Linked DNA regions of Sus scrofa: region 2 is linked to region 1. The links are chromatin contacts, called in public promoter capture Hi-C maps. All regions are on one chromosome and are shown on one strand. Each heading gives the region's core, a stretch centred on a gene start, on an enhancer-like site or on the middle of the called end of the contact. The rest is flanking DNA. Distances are from core to core; before and after follow the strand shown.

Region 1 (4,543 bases), core at 804-3,303:
GTTCCTGCTGTGGCTCAGCAGGTTAAGAACCCAACATAGTGTCTGTGAGGATGTAGGTTCAATCTCTGACCTTGCTCAGTGGGTTAAGGATCCAGCATTGATGCAAGCTGTGGTGTAGGTCACAGATGCAGCTCGGATCTGGTGTTGCTGTGGCGGTGACATAGGCCGGCAGCTGTACCTCTGATTTAACCCCTAGATCAGGAATTTCTGTATGCCACAGGTACAGCCATAGAAAAAAAGAAATATTGTGTGCCCAAGGCCTCATGCTGAGAGAAATAAAGAATGCAAAGCTTCCAATTGGTGAGATGGACCGTGCACATGTGAAAAATGGCAGGGAATTTTAGTGTCTAATGTATACTTAGGGCAGTTGGAGGAGCCATTAACAGAAGCTGTTTAGGGGAGACCTCAGAAATGGATGGCTTTTAATCTGGATGTTAAAGGATTGGGGGATTTTGACTGATATAGTAGAGGGATTTCAGCAACACAAGAGGGCTAAAAAGGAATAAATGGGGCAAAAGCACAATCTGTGTACTGAAAATGCCCAAATCTCTAGCTCTAACCCTTCCACTGAACGCCAGACTGATTGTTTCCTGGACAGTTCAACCTGGAGGTCCTGCAGGTTCCCTAGTGAAATATGAGCAAACTAAACTCACAATCCTCACCCACACATCTCCTTTTGTGTCCCCCAATTCAGCAGACAGACCCTCAGGTACCCTGTCATCCAATCCAGAAATCTGATAGCCACCCAGCACTCCTCCTCTCACCTTTCTCATTAGTCGGACCCTAGATTCTATGCACTCTGTGTCCTGGCTCTCTCACTGCTTTAGTTCAGGCCTTTATCATTTTCTGATGCCTGGAAATTTTAATCCAACTTGTGCTAAGATAAGTGAAACTCATCTCACTTTTTAAAAAATAAGATCATGAGATTGACACACTAGGGGAATTGAGACACCCAATTAAGTAAACCAAAAGATAAATACTACTCTCTTGTAGTATTTTTGTAGATGAGACATGAAGGGGCCAGGAGCTTCTCCGCCTGACTTGGGGCCCCTAGGTCTAGAGAAGGGAGGGTGAATGTGGGCACTGAATCTTCTCAATCTTCCCATGGCAGAAAAAGACAGGCATGTAGTGCTGGAAGGACTGTCCAAGGTGGTCTGTTGGGCAAGTGTGGTCTGCTGGGCAAGTGTGGCTGGAAGCTAGGAGGTACTTGATGTCTTGCATGATCTGAGCTCAACTCTGTGGCCCTTTTAAGAACAGAAGCACAGAGTGGGAGAGTGGAGGCACTGAGGGAGCTATGGAAGGCAGGGTGATGGAGCAGAGAGAACTTTGCCATTCCTCTCTCCAGCTGCTTGTCTGTGTTTCCCATTTTGTCCCTCAGCTACATGTGGAAATACAAGTGGAGGCCGAAGGGGCCCTGGGAGCTCTGTTAACCACACAGAAATACCAAGGTGGTCAAGCCACAGACTCATTTCTAGCTTCCTGTAAAAAGATCAAGAAGGGAAGGTGCCTGGTGTTGAGGGCTGCAGCTCTTTGTCTAAGGTCACTGAGACCTTGGGTGGGGGCGGGGGTGGTGGTGATGGGAATGGGGGGAGACAGGGCAGGCAAGGGGGAATCAAGTGGGAGGAGGAGCAAAAAGGGAGTTAGGAGGCCCTAACAGATTAAATTTGCCTTCTTTTCAGATGTATGGCAGGCCCAGGAGTTCCCCTTAGAGTATCTCCTGGACTGCTGTGAGGGCTGGCACTGATGCAGCATCTTTGTACGAGGGAAGACATCCCTTTTGTTTCTTGGGTTAAGAATCCAAGGTGTGGCTTAGAGAAAGGCCTTACCCAAGAGGGGGATGGGAGGGAGGGTGGTTGGAATGACGTCTTGCAAACAAGTCTTTGATTATAACTACCAGGGAGAGGGCCTGGTCTCAAAGGTGTCGAGGTCATCCTGATGAGTCCCTAGAGGTCAGAAAACCCACTGAGGGCATGCAAAAGGAAAGCTCACCCCTCTTACCTTTTTCTAGCAGCTACAGTTCCTATCCCACTGGAAAACATGGTCGCTAATCTTCCACAGGTCTGGGCGAGTGGAGATAGTGTGGTCTGAGGCAATCCCTCTGAACTGGTTCTTTCATCTAAATCTGACTGAGGTTCCAGAGGCTCAGGTGGGGGAAGGAGCTGGTGAGGAGGGGAGAACTGAGGTCAAAGGCTGATGACCAGCTCCTGGGGTTAAGCAAAGTGTGCACCCAGTGTTGTTTAATAAGTAGAGAAGTTTTAAAGTTCAGTCAGGTCCAGAGAAAAAAGGCCTACCTTTCTTACTCAAGACTCTGTCACTCTCCTGTTCATCTTTATAGAAAAGCAAAAGGAGGACATGTTCACAAATTCAAACTTAAAAAATACCTAACTGAGGAGAACTTGGTCTGTAGGAAATTTTTTTCATGGTTAACTAAACCAGGAGGTAGAAAATAGTGTATTTTCTCTATAAATAAGCAAACAGAATGCATTACATTTTTAAATGTTTGCTGTTATATTTACTTATTTGGTTATTGGGGAGGTGAAGGGAATTCAAACTAATGGAAATAAAAATCAGAGTTATTTTTATTTCCATCTTCCTAAATAGCCAAAAACAGTATCACAAGGATTGTCGCAACTGTATTCACAGGATACACGTATGGTGCCTTCTCTATGATTAGAGACTCCTTGAAGATGGTATAGTCATAGGAGTTCTAAAGAGTTTCTCTACTCATTAGACAGGAAACTTCTACCTGGACTGAAGTTCTGTCTAAGTTCTTAGCTTATTTAGACCCTGGATACCTTGAGGGCCTCATGTACAGTACGAACAGTTAGGAGGAACAGTCCTAAAAAGCCCCAGAATGGTCAGAGGCTCCTTGTCACTCTGGATTAAGGACAATTGTAAAGTTTCCTGTCCAACCACTTGTGTTCTGCAGTCACAAGAGTATTACCTGAGTCAGCACGCACTGTTCTAGGGGCTGGGAGCTCCAGTCAGAAAGACATGAAGCAGTGATTTTATATATATGTGTGTGTGTGTGTGTGTGTGTGTGTGTGTGTGTGTGTGTGTGTGTGTGTGTGTGTGTGTGTGTGTGTGTGTGTGTATATATAATTTAAATATATATGTAAAATCTGTAACACATCAGTGAGTTGTTAACAAGAGCCACAGAGAAAAATACAACAGGGCAAGGGAAAAGAAAGTGATGGGAGGTGGTAAAAAGGTTACTGTTTTAGAAAGGGGTGGCAGGGAGTTCCCTGGAGGCCTAGCAGTTAAGAGCCTGGTGGGGCTTGGGTTCAATCCCTGACCTTGGCCCAGGAACTTCCACATACTATGGAGATGTGGCCAAAACAAGGGGGGGGAGGGGTTAGGAAAAGCCTCCTTAATGAATTGACATTAAGGGATCAGGAGAAAATGAGGGAGGGAGCCACATAAATATCTCAGGAAAAGCTTTCCATGTAGAAGAAATAGGAAATACAAAGATCTTGGAGTGAGAATATGCAGTTCAGACCTATTATTCCAGCTTGAAAAAGTTGTGAGACTTGCGCCTTGACCTTCAGGAAAGCAGATGAGGGGACCCTGAACAAGGTGTAAAGGAGGTCTGGTGAACACCTGTGGGGAAAGAGATAGAGGTGCAGATACCACCTGGCCAGGTAGTGAAGAACTGTACATCAGGGGTTGGGTTGAATTTTTTTTTTCATTCATTCATTGAACCATATGATCATTTAATTAGGAAACATTTAATAAATACTTGAGGATATAAAGATGACTTTGCTCTCAAGGAGCTCCTCGCTTCATAGACCCCAGGCATGGAGATAAGTATCCCAATCAATGCTACTGGTCTTCCGACTACAGTATGTATAGAGGAAGGGCAGACAGGTGGGTGCAAAAGAAGGGGAAGATCAAGAGGTAGAAGTGTTGTGATAAATTTGCAAGACTTGAGATTTAAAATCTTTTCTTTCTTTTTTTTTCCTTTTAGGGCTGCACCCGTGGCATAAGGAGGTCCCCAGGCTAGGGGTCTAATTGGAGCTGCAGCCACTGGCCTATGCCACAGCTACAGCAACACCAGATCCGAGCTGCATCTGCGACCTACACCACAGCTCATGGAAATGCCAGATCCTTAACCCACTGAGTGAGGCCAGGGATCGAACCTGCAACCTCATGGTTTCTAGTCAGATTTGTTTCCGCTGTGCCATGACGGGAACTCCTAAAATCTTATTTTAAAATAAACTTAGAGTAATAGAAAAGTTGCAAAAATAATACAAAATATTCTTGTATACATTCATCTAGACTCCCCAAATGTTCACATTAACATTTTATCACAATTGCTTTTTGCTTTGCTTTTCATATTTGATTCTTTATTACTTTTTTGTACTGTTTAAGAGTAATTTGCAGATATAATGCCCTTTTACCCCTACATAGTGTGAGGTTCCTAAAAACAAGGACATCCCCTTAGATAACTGCTGTAGAAGATCAAAGATGGGAAATTGACTGTGATATAGTACCATTTTCAAATCCATAAATCTTAGTCTAAATTTACCAGTTGTTATCCCAC
Region 2 (4,543 bases), core at 776-3,275, 210 kb after region 1:
GTGTAACATGTGGCCCTGGAACAGAGTTCTTTTTTTTTTTTTTTTGTAGCAAGCTGTCACATCAATGATCCTATAGTAGTGACTTAGCTATTATGCTCCGCTTTAATAGAATTAACTGGCAACAGCCAATGGTGGATATTATTATTGCTGCCAAAGGCATATGGAACTGAATTTTGGGAACACTAAACTTATTTTGGACTTATGATTTAAACATATATTTCCTTTTCTGGGAGCTAAGGTTCTTATTGAGTGTAGATAATTATAAGAGTATTGCCCTTTTCCTTTTTTTTTTTTTCTCTTTTTAGAGACACTCCCTCAGCATGTGGAGGTTCCCAGGCCAGGGGTCCAATTGGAGCTGTAGCTGCCGGCCTATGCCACAGCCACAGCCATGTCTGTGACCTACACCATAGATCTCAGCAACGCCGGATCCCTAACCCACTGATGGAGGCCAGGGATTGAACCTGCGTCCTCATGGATACTAGTCAGATTGGTTTCCACCGAGCCACGACGGGAACTCCCAAGAGTGTTGCCCTTTTTGCCAGAAAGCTTTTTTCAGTTAGCAGGTATCAGAAGGCAGAAACTATGTCTTTTTCATCTGTTGTCTTTCTTATGGTGCCCAGAGTTAAGTTTAATAGTAATTTATTTAGCAGAGACTTAGAATCTACTTGTTGGCTTATTTATTAATAAACACAGATGAATTGAGTTATTCTAACCTTAACTTTATTAAATATCAAAAGTTTAGCATTTATTGAGGTCCAGAGCTAGGTAGACTCTCAGGAGGTTAAAGGACTTTCTGGCAAGGTGGGGGAAACACAAAATAGATGTGATATTCTTGATATGTCCTGGCATCTACAGACATTTAAATTAGGAAAAAGGTAGGTGTGTGTGTGCATGTGTAGAATTTGAGAAGGCTCTTTGGACAAATGACACATTTCTCAGGGTGGCTTTTGGACTTAGGTAGGGAAATGAGTACAGGAGAAATGAAGTGGGACAAAGGGAGAATTTTAAACCAAAGAAGCCATTCTAGAACGGAAACCATTGGACCTGCACTTAACTCTGGCTTCAGTGTATGATAACATTTATGGAGTAGTTTCTATGGGTCAGACACTATACTAGGCATGATGGAAGATTAAAAATGAATGAAGCAGGTTCTCAAAGATTCTCTAGTGGGAGAAAATTTTGCACAGATTTCCCTAGAGAAAGCTGAATATATTAGGTGACACAAATGTATAGTAACAAAGTGCTGAGGAAATTTGGAAAATTTCCTGGTCATTTCTGGCTGCAGGATCTAGGAAGGAGGATGTTCAGAGTTGAAGGATCAGTAAATACTAGTAGATGAAAACGAGTTGGCTTATTTTTATCTTTAATAGTTTGTACCCCCAATTTATTACCCTAAAGGATAAAAAGGTGCAAATGAGGGTACATTTTCTTCATAAATACATGTTTCCAGTTCCTTACTCGCAGGATATTTTCTTATTCAGTCTCCCCGGAGTCCCACAAAACGAACCAGCAAGGTGGTGCTTCCTAAGTACACAAGACACTGAAAGAGGCGAAGACAAGAAACTGGTGAGAAAAGGTAGCATTCTTTAAATTGACTTCTCTGAGGATTACGGGACATTAAGACTGAAAATATTTGTAAACCAGGCTTTATGAGCAAGAACACAACTGCCTTAAACTCAGAATTATCTAAGAGCTCAGTAACTTCTGGGCAGAAACTCGGCCCAGGTCGCTCGGGGCTCGAGCCAGCACGGGCTGGTTCACGGGCGCAGTTATCTCTCCGGAAGGCTCTGAAGCGCGGCGAGCGCCTCTTGCCGCTTTCCAGGTCCCTACCCCTAACAACCCAGGTCTGCCAGCTCTTCTCTCCCCTGCACCAGCGAAATCTCGGCCAGGCGGAGACATGTGTGCGCATGCGCGCCCACCGCCCTGAGCAGAGGAGGTGCTTCTGCCCTCAGGAGCGCGCACGCCGCGCCGAGGGGCCCGGACGCGCGCGCTCCCGACCCTCCTCCTCCTTCTCGGCCCGCCCCTCCCTCGCCTCTTCCTGCCGGGCGGTCCTCCTCCCCTCCCCACTCCGCTCCCTCCGCCTTACTCCCTCCGCCCTCCTAGGGCTCCGGCGGCTGTGGAGTGAACGGGACGGGCCCGGCCGCAGAGCGCGGGGCGGCGGGTGGGACTCGAGCGCCTGGTAGAGTTGTTCCGGCCCTGTCCGCGGAGACGTGAGGAGGTGAGGCGAGGGCGGCCTCCTAGGGGCCGGTGGGCGGACGGGCGGCCCGGAGCCGCCGGCCCGGCTGGGGGTGTTGTCCCTGGGGCTGAGCCGGAGGAGGATTGTGGTGGGGGCCGGGCCCGGGACGGGATGCGAGAGGACTCGGGAGGAGGGTTTAGGATTGTCGGTCGCTTCCCCGACATCGCCGTTCTCCCGGTGGCCGCCCCCCGCGGCCCGAGCAGGCAGGCGGCAGGCTGGGTCGGCGCCCCTCACCTGGGGCGGGTGGTGACGGGTGCTCGCTTTCAGCTGTGCCCTCCTGACATTGTCGCCGCCTCCGCCGCTGCCGCCCGCTGCTGCACTGTGGCTGCTGCCGGGTTCGAAGTCCCAGCAGCCCCACGTCCGGGGGCGAGTGGTTAGGATTTTCTTACCCACATTCAGACATGTGTTCTTGACCTGGTCTCGCCCTCGCGCTCCGCCTGTCTCCGCCCGGCGGCACTTTGCTCCGCTCTTGCTGTTGATGCTTGTGGTTTTGCAGTCTGGGATGGGCTGCGTCCTGGGCAGATCTCTACCTGCAAGAAATGCCCCGCTTCAAAGTTGACCGCCTGGCCATGTCAAACAACCCCTGTCCAGGTTGTATGTGCTCAGTGTCCTGATAACTGAGTCAAAGTTTCTGAGACTGGGCTAGTACTTTGCACTGGTCGCCAACGGTGCAGGGCTGGGCAGTGCGTCAGCATGTGGAAAGGGGCCACCGGCTAGCAGGAGGTGGCCGGGTGTTAGGGGACTGGTCTGACAGGGTCTGTTTCTGGGTCCAGGTGCTTGTGTATTCTCCTTGTACACTCAGATAGGATTATCTTAGAAATGTACCAAAATTAGATGGTCACTTGCAGACTTGAGGGTTTCATGTAAGTAATGAGAAATGCCATCCTCATTATTGCTAATGGTAAGGAGAACTTTTGCTTGCCTGACAGATTTCAGTGCTGTCTGGAAACTGATTTCAGGGTCTGAATGTTTGGTACTGGAAACTTAAGGGATTTTTAAAAATACATTTACATTTTCTTGTACATGGAGGGAAGTAGGTAGTTGCCTGTTAGAATTCTGAAAACATAATTATCACGAAAGCCTTCTGACTTTTCTCATGAGTGTTTATGTGTGGCTTCTGTTGCACTTTTGTAGTATATCCAATAGTCTGATGTCAGAAGATACAAACATGAAGTTTGCTTGTGGGCAAATTGGAAGTGGATTTTGTCCATGGAAAATATTGGTGCACAAGTTGCCAGTACTGGAAAACTGGCCTGTGATTCATTATCTCAACAGAGTCTTATGTGAAACTGACAATGAAATTACAAAGGAGAAAGACCAGATAAATTTAATGTATACATTATCATCATATTATATTAAACACTCAGTGGTTGGGGGGGTGAGTTGAGACTCTTGAGTTAGAGTCGTGTCTCTATTGGAGTTCCCTTTGTGGCTCAGTGGTTAACGAATCCGACTGGGAACTATGAGGTTGTGGGTTTGATCCCTGGCCTTGCTCAGTGGGTTAACGATCCGGCATTGTCATGAGCTGTGGTGTAGGTTGCAGACGTGGCTCGGATCCCACGCTGCTGTGGCTCTGGCGTAGGTCCGGTTAGACCCCTAGCCTGGGAACCTCCATATGCCGAGGGAGCGGCCCAAGAAATGACAAAAAGACAGAAAAGAAAAAAAAAAGTGTGGTGTCTCTATTAAGCCAGGCAATAATGTGCCCTGATATTACCCACACCAAGTCATGTGGGGAGGAATGGATGTAGTTGGGCAGTGTTTATATGTGAATGTATTATATAGCCAATATTGTATTCTGGAAAGCTAGAAACAAGGTCCCCAATGTTATTGGGACATGAAGTAAGTGAAGGAATCAACCTTAAAAGGTGTGACTAAGTTTATAACTTTTTTTTTTGGCCTGAGTTATTTGATGGGAATGTTATACATTATAATTACGATGTTCTGATAATTTTTGCTAATTGTTTTGTAATTCAGATCATTTTCTTTTCACTCTATGAGTTGTAATGTTTTTTATTTGAATAACAGAATTTCATTGGGTATGTGAAACAGGGGTTTTCATGTTTATTAGCTCACCAATTCTAAATTTGTGGCTTCTAAAAACTTATAATTAAAATTTTTTTTGCCTTAACCCAAATTTGAACTTGTTTAATTACTGTATATTCATTTGAACTCAGTTGATTCAGCATTAAAACTGATAGTCCTTTTATCCATTCTTTTGGAGTAGTCAAAAGAAGGAATTCTGTTGCGCCAAGTAAAAATAGTATTAGTTGAGGATAGCCAGGCTTCTAGAGGTTAGCTTTGAAGAGA

Evidence for each region. Promoter capture Hi-C pulls out the DNA fragments that hold promoters and counts their contacts.
Region 2: a promoter capture Hi-C map of liver shows a contact between it and region 1, with 4 times the contacts expected there. The contact joins the promoter of RABGAP1L here to the promoter of SERPINC1 in region 1. A contact is called at or near these places in 1 of 5 promoter capture datasets (liver) and 1 of 47 Hi-C or Micro-C datasets (liver).

The regions. Positions count from the first base shown.
Region 1 is chr9:116,191,047-116,195,589 of Sscrofa11.1, forward strand. It overlaps SERPINC1 (serpin family C member 1), which reads right to left and starts at 2,054. Exons shown (of 7, transcript NM_001129958.1): 1 at 1,999-2,054. The coding sequence starts at 2,039. The region is part of intron 1 of LOC110255512 (a long non-coding RNA gene); the gene reads left to right.
Region 2 is chr9:116,400,393-116,404,935 of Sscrofa11.1, forward strand. RABGAP1L (rab GTPase-activating protein 1-like) reads left to right here and starts at 2,026. Exons shown (of 26, transcript XM_021102607.1): 1 at 2,026-2,218.